Regions from separate parts of the Mus musculus genome. Here region 1 is linked to region 2. A link is a contact called in public HiChIP or PLAC-seq data. All regions are on one chromosome and are shown on one strand. Each heading gives the region's core, a stretch centred on a gene start, on an enhancer-like site or on the middle of the called end of the contact. The rest is flanking DNA. Distances are from core to core; before and after follow the strand shown.

Region 1 (6,220 bases), core at 2,167-4,666, 430 kb before region 2:
CAAAGCTGTGTGACTCTTTGCTTTAAAGTACCAAGAATTTCAGAATAGCAGGCACTAAGCCAAGTAGAAGCCCTTTCAAACACGAGGCACTGTGCCACTGTGCACGTTCACAAGCCCACGGAGCTGGCCTTGCCTGTGTGTGCTACAGAGAGCTGCCGACTTGGCCCGTCAGAGCCCTCCATTCTTTGAGTTAATGCATGCCCTTTTCTGACAATAGACATTCCTGTCTCAGCCTCCACACTGGCTATTGTCTGCACACAGCCTGCTCCAGCTGCGTTCTCTGCTTCCAGGCCAGACTGCTAAGCAAGCTCCCAGAGTCCTTGACTGCCTGTCAGCATTGCTCTAGAGGCGCCCACAATGAACGATGGCAGTGGTGTGGAACAATGCCTTCCCTGTGCCACAGAAGAAAAATGTCTCCGGAGAAAAGAGTGCATGGAACCACCAACCAAGAAACGTGGATTCCAGCTCCAGCTCCGCGTGGACACTGTGTCCTTTGAAAAGTTGCCAGGCATCTTGGCACCTTAGTGTCTTTCCGTTAAAGGATGTGGGCGCGATTCAACAGCCTTTATGGCACTTCTAGTCTAAAAGTCTGTGTTCTGCCGACTAAGAGACTATAGAGTAATACTGGTGACAAGAGCTGATGTTCTGTAAGCCACACACCAGTCAGACATCCCACTTCATGCTCCTAACCGTCCTGCGAGACTGGCAGTATTATTACCCTTACAGATGAGGATGCTGAGGCTCAGCCCAAAGCCTGTGCCCTTTGAGAAAACTTGAAGGAAATATTCTCTCCACCCCTGCTGTCCCCCTCCCTCCTGTATCGCTCCCTCCCCCTCCCCCAAGACAGAGTTTCTCTGTGTATGTAGCCCTTGCTATCCTGGAACTCACACTGTAGACCAGGCCAGACTTGAACTCAGAGATCCATCTTCCTCTGTCTCCTGAGTGCTGGGATGTGCTACCACTGCCTGGCTTGGGAAAGGTTCCAAATGCTGAATATGGTGATGATCGGGAAACTCTGTGGATTTGCTCCAGATCAGTTTGACACTTATGTTGGGTAAGTTTTACACCAGTAAAGCTGTCAAAAGGAAATAAATAAAGGTGTGCACTGACGCTAGTTTATGGCAGGGCCCCTCCCCACCACCTATGCTGCCACAGTCTGCGTTCCTCCTTATTTGCAGAGTCCCCTGCAGGAATTGACTATAGGAGCCAGATGGCATGCGGTTACATTTTGGCCCTAGCACTTAAAAACCACGAGACAGCCCCACCTCAGCCCCACCACACACACCTCATTTTCTTCACTTACAAAATAGAAATAAAAATGATAGTCATGGGGCCTGATATCTATGGTATCAGCCCGTAAAAGCACTTGCCTGCAAACCTGACTACCTGGATTCAATCCTCAGGATCCAAGTGATAGAGAGAGAGAATCAATTCCTACAAGTTGTCCTCTGACTTCCATATATACATTGTGCACATGCATACACCAATGGATGAGATCATACACAGGAAATACATAAATAAATAAATAAATAAATAAATAAATAAATAAATAAATAAATAAATAAATATCCTTTAAAAAGGACACTTAGGGGCTGGCTAGATGGCTCAGTGGGTAAGAGCACTGACTGCTCTTCCGAAGGTCCTGAGTTCAAATCCCAGCAACCACATGGTGGCTTACAACCACCCATAATGAGATCTGATGCCCTCTTCTGGTTTGTCAGAAGACAGCTACAGTGTACTTACATATAATAACAAATCTTTGGGCTGGAGCAAGCAGGGACTGCATGTCTATACACCACTCTGTACTTAGTGCCTACAGAGGCTAGAGGAAGGTGCCAGATGCCTGAAACTGAGTTAGAGGCTTTTGTGAGCTTCCGTGTGGGTGCTGGGAATCAAATCTGTACCCTTCAGAAAAGCAGCCAATTCTCTTAACTGCTGAGCCACCTCTGCAGCATCCCACCCTTTTTTTAAAAATATACATTTATTTATTTATTATCTGTAAGTACACTGTAGCTGTCTTCAGACAAACCAGAAGAGGGCATCAGATCTCATTACTGATAGTTGTGAGCCACCATGTGGGTGCTGGGATTTGAACTCAGGACCTCCAAAAGAGCAGTTGGTGCTCTTAACCGCTGAGCCATCTTTCCAGCCCCCCAGCTCCCCATCCTGATCCTGCCTTTTAAAAAGAAACTTCAGAAGCCAAGCAGTGGTAGCACACGCCTTTAATCCCAACACTTGGAATGCAGAGGCAGGCGGGTTTCTGAGTTCAAGGCCAGCCTGATCTACAGAGTGAGTTCCTGGACAGCCAGGGCTACACAGAGAAACCCTGTCTTGAAAAACAAAAAACAAAAATAACAACAAAAAAGTTTTTTTTTTGTTTTTTTTTTTTAAAGAAACGTTAGGGTGTGGGGGAGGGGCAGTGGAGGGGCACAGGGGATGACTCCGCCAGCAAAGGGACCTGAGGCCAATCTCCTGAATCAAATATGAGGGCATGTGATCCCAGGGCTGGGGAGGCAGAGACAGGCGGAGCCTCGGGACTCTGGCCAGACAATATGGCCCCATTGATGATCTCCAGCCCAGTGAGAGATCCTGTCTGGAAGGAAGTGGACAGCATTCCTGAGAATGATGCCTAGGGCTGTTCTCTTGCACTCATGCCTCCTACACACACTGAACACACACACACTTGCACATACAAACACATTTTTAAAAAAATGAAACCAAGACTTTTTGATAAAAGGCAAAAAAACCCGACTGATGTTTATTATATAGGCTTGTTATGATATGGCTTGGTATAGATTGAGTGCTTAAAGCAGCTATAGACACCCAGCAAGTGCATATAGGTGGCCAGACTCTTATTACCTCCAAGACTGCAAAGCCTGCCAGAGCCAGGCATCTTAAAGGGGCCCAGTTTCTCTCCACCAGCCTCACTCCTGCTTTCCCAGCCCTTAAAGGAACACTCCTCTTCAAAGGCCATCTTTGGAAAAACACTGGCTCTCCGCACATCGTACTTCCTGGTAAGAGGGAGCAGCTCATCTTCCCGATAAGGCAGTGACTCGCTGGCTCGTGTAAAACGTTCATCGCTCTGCCAGCTTTCCCCACAGACTCTTCCTCCCGGGCCCTCGTTCACTCCAGCAATCAGCGTTAAAAGCAGGACCCAGGGCCAGCAGCATGAGGTCAGAGTGGCCAAGGACAGGGCAGGGGCAAAGCATTCTGGCTGGAGCAGAAGCCCCTTGCTGGCTGATGAACCAAGTAGAGAGGACAGGGTTATGCCTGGACAGACTTCTATTTCTCAAAAAATATACTGTGCAGCACTGAGGCCAGAAACAGTGAAGTGAGGGGTTGGGAGGGTTGGGGGGACCCAGTGCAGGGCCCGGGAGCTGAGCATGACCTGGTGTGGGTGGGGCAGGGCTGGGTATGACTGGGTACTTTCTGTGTGATTACTGTGCTTCTGCTTATGTTTGAGTGGCACTGTCTAAGCCACACCCTCTTCTATGATCTCACTGATACCACAGCCTTGGTAGTGTGTCCTGGGTGGGATACCCACTTTCACTGACGAGCAAACTGAGGTGCTGTATTTCTGTAAGTGGCACCAGCCGGGCATGGAGGGAATCATGTCCTCTGCAGCCAGGCGCAGTGTTTTTCCACTGGCTTTGGAGGAGGAAGTCAGAAGGTCCCTGGACTCCACCTCAAGAGCACTAACAATGTTTCTTGCTGAGGAAAATGAAGCCACATACTGTCTTCATATCCCTGCCCAGTTCCCTGCAAACGGCTCTACGAACCCTGAAAGAGGCAAGGAGGTCAAGACTGCCCTGTTATAGGCCACAGGGAGTGCATTCTATTCAAATGTCCAAAGTCCCACATCAGGTGACCCCAGTGGCAGGACAATTGAACACTGGCCTACAGAGCTCAGCATAGGAAGAAAAGATCTACCCCACCCTACAAAGCAATCAGGCTGTGGCAGAAAAAAATTTTTTTTTCCTATGCTTTCTGGGGCTTCCAGTGCTCTCATCTCAGGCCAGGTCTGAGACTCAATGGGCTGGGCACAAACTTCTTGGGCTGATTTTGAAAACCCTGTTTGTCACACTGACATTAATCCTCTTGATAACAAACTGCCCTGAGGCAGAGCTGGTGCACAGCAGCAGAGGACAGAGAAGGGACCTGCCTTAGTGGGGTCAGCAGTCCTGCAAGCCACCTTCTCCATTATGGAGATTATGGTGGCCATGAGTAGGTCTCCACCCTTCATCAACCAATCTGCTCCCTCCCCACCCCCCACCCCCAGCCTCCTTCTGGCTCGTTCCATCTGACCCCATCTGCAGCCCTGGTCTTTACCTCTCATTGATTTTCATATTTAAGGGAAATCCATTTGTTTGATTCAGAACAACTGAATCATCACTGTGTTCAGACAAAAACCACTCACAAGGTAGGCACTTGGCAGAGGCCACTTATGGGTAGGACCCTGCCTCTTCTCCAAAGAGAACTCTGCCCATACTGGCTCCTGCCTGTTTCTCTCTGACGCTCTCACCTATGGCCTTCACACACTCTGCCTGTCACCCCAACAAGACTGGGTCCTTTATTTCTCTTTCACACCCATGGACACCCTCCTGTGTTTACCCACGAACTTAAGTTCACTGTTGGAGATGTGTGCTTGAGGCAGGCATTCAGAATAGAGTGGTGTTGGGGGAGGGGGTCACAGGAGAGAAATGTTGATCTAAATATAAGACTCAAATCTCACAAAAGTATCATGTTGGCCTTCCTTTTCACTCTGGGAAGTACCCAAGGGGTGATGTCATGTTGGCATTACCAGTGTGGCTGCAAGGGTCCCACGCATGTCCATTTTCTCTGTGGCAGTGGGCAGTTCAGTTTCTGGTGTTTTTTTGCACGACTTCCACAGTTTTTTGTCCTTGGGACTTCAGGGCCAAGAAACCTAGGCAGCCCTATTTGGTGAGCACCGGGGAAAGACAGTCTGTGTAACCCAAGTTGGCTTCAAACTCACGATCCCTTTGCCTTAGCCTCCTGAGTGCTGAGATTACAGGTGTGTGTCACCCATATGCAATGATGTCTTCTTAAGACAAGGCGACCCTATGCAGGCTGTGGGGACTCTGAAAAGTAAGAGGATTCCAACCGGTGCGTGTTAAGTTAAATGCAGTCTCTTAAAACTGTTTATTGAGGACGTACTATAGCCAGGCACAAGCATGTCACCTCCGTTACCTCCTTTAATCCTTTCGGCAACGTTACAGGACAAGTCCTACCATTGTAGAAAACTGAGGTAGCCAAGAAGTAAAAGAACTCCTTAGATCCAGTGGCAGCAGACTTGGAGTGTGTGCCCACACCTTTAGAGCAAGGGGCTCATCGCAGGCACTAATCTGCAGCCTTCTCATCCCTCCATAGGACAATGTGCATTCTCGGACAAATATTATAATTAAAGCCATTTCCCTGACTATCTGGGAAGGCCCCTGTCTACTGTCCACTTTCCCTTATCCTATGACTCCGAGGGACTAGGTGGACAAGGGTTCTAATCCAGACTGGGGCATTGGCATTTTGCTTTCTTTCCCAGTCACCAACCCCGGGGCACCTTGAAAATAAATCAGTCTTCCTGATGGTTGACTGAAGCTGGGAGAAGGTAAGTCCTCACGTGCTGAGTCCTTGGTGGCAGGTGTTCCCTCTCACACAGAGCTTTGGGGCCTGAGCTAGGAGCACAGTTCACCTGGTTTCTATCTGTGTGCTTGCTTGCTGCAGCCTGAAAGCCTGCAGGAGGCAGGCGCCTTAAGCTCACTCACGCCCCAGCACTAGTTGCACAAGGATGTGGGTAGGGTCTTGTCATTTCCCCTCTCTTCCTCCTCCCACTTCTCTGGAAGAAGGGTAGGCCGCGTGGGGATCAGAAAGGTGGGCAAAATTGGCTAACCAAACCTCTACTATTTGCTAGATAACTTCCGGGACTCCCCATTACCTCTCACCTAAGGGTCCCAGATCAGATAGCATGACCCTTGCCGGGTTCCAAAGTGGACGGAGATGAATGGCGGCTCCAGAAGCAGGTTAGGACTCTCATCGATCCATCTGCACCTTTCTCTAGAACAACTGAGGTAGTTAGAGGACTTGGGCCGGAGGACCCCTCCTGGAAGTGATGGTGGCGGGTCCTTCGGTAAAGGAAAGGCTCAATTGTGCTAAGGCTTCCTGTCCTGACAACTCCCGGCGTAGCCCCCGCCACGCAGCAGCCGCCTTT
Region 2 (6,040 bases), core at 3,342-5,841:
TGGCCAAGGACACCTTTGCCGCCACTGCTTCCCAGCTCCACAGCAACGTCGTCAACTATGTCCAGCAGATCCTGGCGCCCAAGGACAGTTAGAGGCTTCGCCTGGGTGGTCCCTGCCTCAGAAAGGCTTCACAGGCTTCCTGAAGAACTGCTCCTTCCCAAATTCATGTTCTCACTCCAGTGCCCCGGAGCTTCTGTTCTTTGGGTTTGGGTCTCTGCCCTGGTGGCGGCTTCTGGTCTAGAGAGTCCTGAGAGTCCTAGGAGGCCTCCCATGCTCCCCCTAGCCCAGGCTGCAGAGAGTAAAATGTCATTCTTTTTCACTTTAAATAAATGTTTTTAAGCAAGAAGTAGATAAGTTGGAGTTATAGAATGACTCATTTATTGTTATTTATGTTTAAGAAATGGTGTGTGTGTGTGTGTGTGTGTGTGTGTGTGTGTGTGTGTGTGTGTGTGTTGTGATGCACACGTGGAGGTCAGAAGACAACTTGTGGAAGTTGCTTCTCTTGTACCACTAGGTGGGTTCCAGAGATCAAGCCTGGGTCACCAGCTTAGTGGCAAGTATTCTTACCCGGAGGCCATCTCACCAGCCCTGGGTTTTTGTGGTTTTGTGAAACTCATTATGCAGTCCTTTCTGGCCTGGAATTCACTATGTGAACCAGGCTCAGACCTGTGGTGATCCTTCTGCCTCCTGAGTGCTGGGGTTATATGCAGGAGCCAGTCACCGTTGACTTTATCCTGCTGGCGACCCTCTGTGTCATATGTGCACGGTTGCCTGCCCACACGAGGGTGTTCTCCTCTTCCTCTGTCCCCCCTCAGACCCCTGGGGCTTTGCTAGGCCTCCCCTGCCCCAGATCCTCCCTAACTGTGGTAATGGGTCGGGACTGGCAGAGTCTGCTGAGTGACTATAGCTGAACTCTGATTTCCTGGTTCTACACGGAGGTGGAAGCAGTCATCATCTTGGTTTGAGAATGGGAATGACAAGAGAGCGTGCTAAGATAAGTTTAAGTTGTCTTTCCTAAACACAGGGGACTTTGAGCTGGTCCCCATCTGGCTTCACCTGTCCCTACACAAAGGTGGAGACAAAGCTGAGGTTCCATCTCTGACAGGTGGGAAGCATGACGATGCCTCTGCCTCACCAACAGAGGCAGCTGTGAGCTACAGGCCAAAGAGGGCCCAGAAGTGCAGGGGGGGGGGGGAGAGCTGACATTCATAGCCGACTTCACAGCTGATCTTTCTCAGGACTGTCCCATGGCCCCTTCCTTCCCTTGCCTTCACACTTATCCTGTCAGTCCTGAGACCTGTCAATATTTTGTTTTTTGAGATAGCTTCTCTGTGTATCCCTGGCTGTCTTGGAACTAGCTGTGTAGACCAGTCTAGCCTCGAACTCAAGAGATCTGCCTGCCTCTGCCTACTGAGTGCTGGGACTAAAGGCGTGCGCCACCACTGGTGAACTTCCACTCACGGTTTATAGCATGGGAGTTACGTGTCCTGTTTCACCAGCTGTCTTGGTTCTGCTGGAATCCTATTGGGTCTGCTTGTGCTTTTACAGGACTGGGGTTGAAGCTGTGCTACTGAGGATTAAAGAGGAAAAGCATCAGGCTCCCCCGCCATGCGCCATGCTCAGCACATGCATAGGCAGGCTATCGCTCCGCAGCTGCTCCCATCATAGTCTTGGATCCTTCCAAGGCACTGACCTCACCCAATTCTTTCTCACTTTTCTCCTCCATTTGACTGTGGACGGAATCAATACTCAGGGGGATGCGCTAGCTCTAAGATTTCTGCAGCTTTGCCTCTCCTGAGCGGAAGCCCCGTGAAGGCAAGGGAGCTAGCTGATGGACTCTTTGTGGTCTTCTTCCTCTTTGCTCTGGAGACCCAACCAGGTGTTCTTAGGGGAAGGAGCACGTGAGTAGCCAAGAGGCTAAAAGCTGGTTCTCCCACATTCCAGGGTAAGTGACTGGGTAGAGGGTGTGTCTGCCTCAGGCTGCTTGGAGGAGGTCCCCTGAAGGGCCAGAGAAAATCCTACCCAGAGCCCTTGGTTTTCCAGCAGCCCTGACCTAGAGGAAAGGAGCCTGTCGTTCTGAAGATGAAGAGTGGAGCCTATGGGGGTGGGCAGATTGTGTCCTGGGACAATGGGGTACCTAGAAGAGAAAGGAATCTCCTTTCGTTTGAGGTCTACCTGGGGGTCGTGTGTCTGTAAATGGGGTGGAGAGAGGAGAAGACACAGATCTTATAACGTAGATGCAGGAAATGCTGACAGTTCAGTGTAGAGAACTTACTCAATTCATATAGCCTCCGAAGCTATCTCCTCAGGCAACGCAAAACAAACCAGTTGGAGCCGCAAGACATCTAATGGCTTATCGAGTCCCACACCCTCGATTCTTTGCTAATTTTATGGTTTTGCTTTTGAGACAATCTACTGTAGCCTAAGATAGCCCCAAACTCAAATGTAGCTGAGACTGACTGACCCTGAGCGCTGGAATTCCAGACACATGCATATCTTTTGCTAGGCAATAATCGCTCTACCAGCTGTACTCCCACATTCCAGGGTAAGTGACTGGAATTCTCACTTACTATATCCCTTTAAAAATTCCCTGAGTGGGATGGTTGTAGCCAGAGGGAAAAGGCACCAACAACTGCTTGTCACTTTCCAAATTTGGTAGCCTGAACAAACCACTTATCAAGACAACAACTATATATCATTTCTTTTCTTCTCTCTCTCTCTCTCTCTCTCTCTCTCTCTCACTCTCTCTCTCTCTCTCTCTTTTGAAAGAGTCTCACTACTATGTAGCCCTTGATAACCTAGAACTCACTATGTAGTCCAGGCTTGGCCTTCAGCTCGCAGAGGTCCACTTGCCTTGGGAGTTGAGAGATTAAAGGGATGCATCTCCACATGTGTCCAACAGTGCTTTTTAAAAATATTTTTAAAACCATGCTTACAGCCAGGCATAGTGGGCGTGCCTTTAATCCCAGTACTGGGGAGGCAGAGGTAGGTAGAGTTCTGAGTTGGAGGCTAGCCACATAGTAAGTCCCAGGATAGCTAGAACTATGTAAAGACCATGTCTCAAAAAAGATGCAAACATGTGTGTGTGTATATGTGTGTGTGTGTGTGTATATCTTGTTTGTTTAGTGTGTATGTGTGTGTACACTTGCACATAAAGGTCAGAGTACCACATTACAGGAGTCAGTTTTCTCCTTTTATCATGTATGGATGGAACACGGGTCCATCCATAGCATCCTTAGCAGCAGGTATCCTTATCCACTGAGCTATCTCAGCAGCCCCACATTGCTTATTGGATGTTTTTGGATGAGGATAGTTATATTAAAAAGGTTTCTGGTGTTGGTCTGGGTAGTTACCCTTTAACCCATCTCTAGAGCCTGTCTCTTGAGTTTGAGGCCAGCCTGGTATATGTAGCTAGACAAAGTTTCAAAAATGAACAGAATCCTGGGACTAGAACCCATTTGTAGAATGCTTGCATAAGAAGCTCTGGGTTCAATTTCCTGCATCTCCAGAGGGATTTTGTTCTGTAGTTTTAGTTTTTCAAGACAGAGTTTCTCTGTGTAGCCCTGGCTGTCCTGGAACTCACTCTGTAGACAAGGCTGGCCTCGAACTCAGAAATCCTTCTACCTCTACTTCAGGAGTGCTGGGATTAAAGATGTGCGCTGCCCTCCTCCACCCCAATTTGTTTTTGTTTTTTAAGGGCCCCGGTAAACAGTAAATTAACATGTGCATCCTGTTTGTCTTTGTAATGACTCAAATGTTGGGCTTCTGACCACTAGAGGGCAGCAGGCAGATACTAATGGAGTGGGCGGAGAGAAGGGTAATCAGGAGCAGACCAGACTCGCGGATAAACCAAACAGCACCGCCAGCCGACCCTAGGCGAGGAGAGCGCCACAGGCACCAAGGGAAGACTTGAAGTAGTGTCTGATCTCTACCGCTTCAGCAACCATCGCGTTTGGGTGGGCTCCAGACAGGCAAAGTGCCAGCAAATGGTCTCTGTAGCTGACTAGACAGACTATCAGACCCAAACCACCACTGGACCGTGAATGTTGCCCAGTGTGTTGCCTAGCCGCTTTCAGAATCCCAGCTTCTGGGTGTTGTGGAGGAAACCCCTTAGCCTCGGTAACTTTCACCAGGCCCTTCTTGTCTCTAGACCTCTAGACAGTTGGAAGCATCAGTCTTGACCCAGCCACCGGTTCAGATTCCTTGCCTTGCTTTCTCCTCCCCAGTTCAGCCCTGGCCAGGCCCCCAGGAAGAATTTCCAGGGCCAGAGGGCAGCCTAAGGCACAGATGCCCACCCCTGCAATGTTCCCGCCACCTGCCCAGTTCAGTACCCAGGGCCCAACCCCAGAGGGTGCGGAATGACAGATTCTGACAATCATTAAACCAGCCAGGCCTGATTTCCCAGCACCGCCTGCTAGGATCTGGGCCAAGTGGCACGGAATATGCAAATCACCTGGGACAGGGAGCCCAGTCTGAAGGCCAGGAAATCCCCAGCATCCAATGAGCCACCAGCTCAGGTTACAACCGGGGACGTACGCCGAAGACCTGGAGGGGAGGAGCTCCTGCTTTGCTCTATTTAGAGCGGGTGGGGGCAGCGCCCTGGCCACACTCATCACTGCTACCTGCGGAGCCTTCGACCGCTTAGATTTCTTCCCTTCCTGTGGCCTCAGAAGCCTGCTCACCCGCCTGCCACACCGAACCCTGACACACCTCGGTACGGTCACATTCCCTAACTCTGGCTTCAGGAACCGTCCAGTGGATTTACAGTTCTGAACTTAATCACTCAGGCTTGGAGGTTCCTAGCTGGAGTGTTGGGGCTACTGTGGGTGTATTCTGGGACTGGTCAGAGACCAGATCGGTGTCTTGGAGGGACAGGGTGGCTTCTTTGGTTCAGGAGCCCACGTGATTTGTGGAGAGAGCCCCAGAAGAATTTGTATCATGGTCCCACCCGCTTTGAGATTATTTTTATTTTTCGGAGCCGAATTTCCCAGTTTGGCGCCAGCTGGCCTGACCCTTCTAGGCTCAAGAGAGCATCCAACCTCAGCTTCCCCAAGTAGCTGGCTCTTGGTGGTGATGGTGGTGGTGGTGGTGGTGGTGGTGGTGGTGGTGGTGGTGTGTGTGTGTTTGTGTGTGTGTGGTGGAGGGGGGGGGTGTTGAAGAGAGAATGTCTACAGCAACACTGAACTTCCTGCCTCTCGGCTGTTGCTGCCCAGGCTTTGCCAGACAGAAATGGAAGTGTACCCTGACCTGTACCCTCCCCACCTTGTCTCCTCTTCCCAGGGGCCCTCATGGCTGCCACCTGTGAGATCAGCAACGTTTTTAGTAACTACTTCAACGCCATGTACAGCTCAGAAGACCCCACCCTGGCTCCTGCTCCTCCGACTACCTTTGGCACTGAAGACTTGGTGTTGACCCTGAACAACCAACAGATGACACTGGAAGGTCCAGGTGAGTGCTGTGTAAAATCTTTACAGACAGGACACCAATGATCTGAGAGGCTCTTAGATGATAAATGGACAGGGAGGAAGGGTATCCTGGAGTTAGTGGCTGGGGAGGATTTATTCATTCATATGTTTGTGTAGTACTGGGGAAAGAACCCAAACAAGACCTTATTTATGCTAGACTGTGTTCCTAGTCCCGAGAAGACTGTAGTGGCTGAGGTGGTGGGAATATAAGAACTGTGGTGACAGATTAAGGGAGGATGAACTTGAGAACTAGCCATGTTGTGATTGTGGATATGTATCTGTCCCTCTCCGCCCCTCCTCGGGTTGTGTAGGACCTCAGACAAGATCCCAAAGGGACAGGACTGATCCTCTGGCTGTACTCCACCTTGCAGAGAAGGCAAGCTGGACTAGCGAGCGGCCCCAGTTCTGGTCGAAGACCCAGGTTCTGGAGTGGATCAGCTACCAAGTGGAGAAGAACAAGTATGACGCCAGCTCCATCGACTTCTCCCGCTGCGACATGGACGGAGCCACCCTCTGCAGCTGTGCGCTGGAGGAGCTGCGGCTAGTCTTTGGACCTCTGGGAGACCAGCTCCATG

What was found. HiChIP or PLAC-seq counts read pairs in DNA pulled down with a chosen protein or histone mark.
Region 1: a contact with region 2 is called in a FOXA1 HiChIP or PLAC-seq map of pancreatic cancer cells. The contact joins the enhancer-like site here to the promoter of Elf3 in region 2. A contact is called at or near these places in 2 of 39 promoter capture datasets (HPC-7-derived erythroid cells and embryonic stem cells), 3 of 484 Hi-C or Micro-C datasets (all in embryonic stem cells), 5 of 115 datasets of contacts at active chromatin or transcription factors (embryonic stem cells, epiblast stem cells and pancreatic cancer cells) and 1 of 9 other capture datasets (embryonic stem cells).

What each region holds. Positions count from the first base shown.
Region 1 is chr1:135,688,452-135,694,671 of GRCm38.p6, reverse strand. Gm32835 (a long non-coding RNA gene) reads right to left here. Exons shown (of 2, transcript XR_387422.3): 1 at 4,802-6,220; 2 at 2,725-3,237. Among named protein-coding and RNA genes, the nearest start is that of Gm32835, 3.4 kb to the right of the region's middle. Within about 2 kb of position 3,416, at least 65 of the 459 cell types and tissues checked have an H3K27ac peak or open chromatin away from gene starts, as enhancers often do. A contact at or near this core is called in pancreatic cancer cells, where this site is marked.
Region 2 is chr1:135,257,023-135,263,062 of GRCm38.p6, reverse strand. Elf3 (E74-like factor 3) reads left to right here and starts at 4,591. Exons shown (of 9, transcript NM_007921.3): 1 at 4,591-4,714; 2 at 5,281-5,448; 3 at 5,837-6,040. The coding sequence starts at 5,289. Rnpep (arginyl aminopeptidase (aminopeptidase B)) reads left to right here. Exons shown (of 11, transcript NM_145417.3): 11 at 1-364. The coding sequence ends at 92.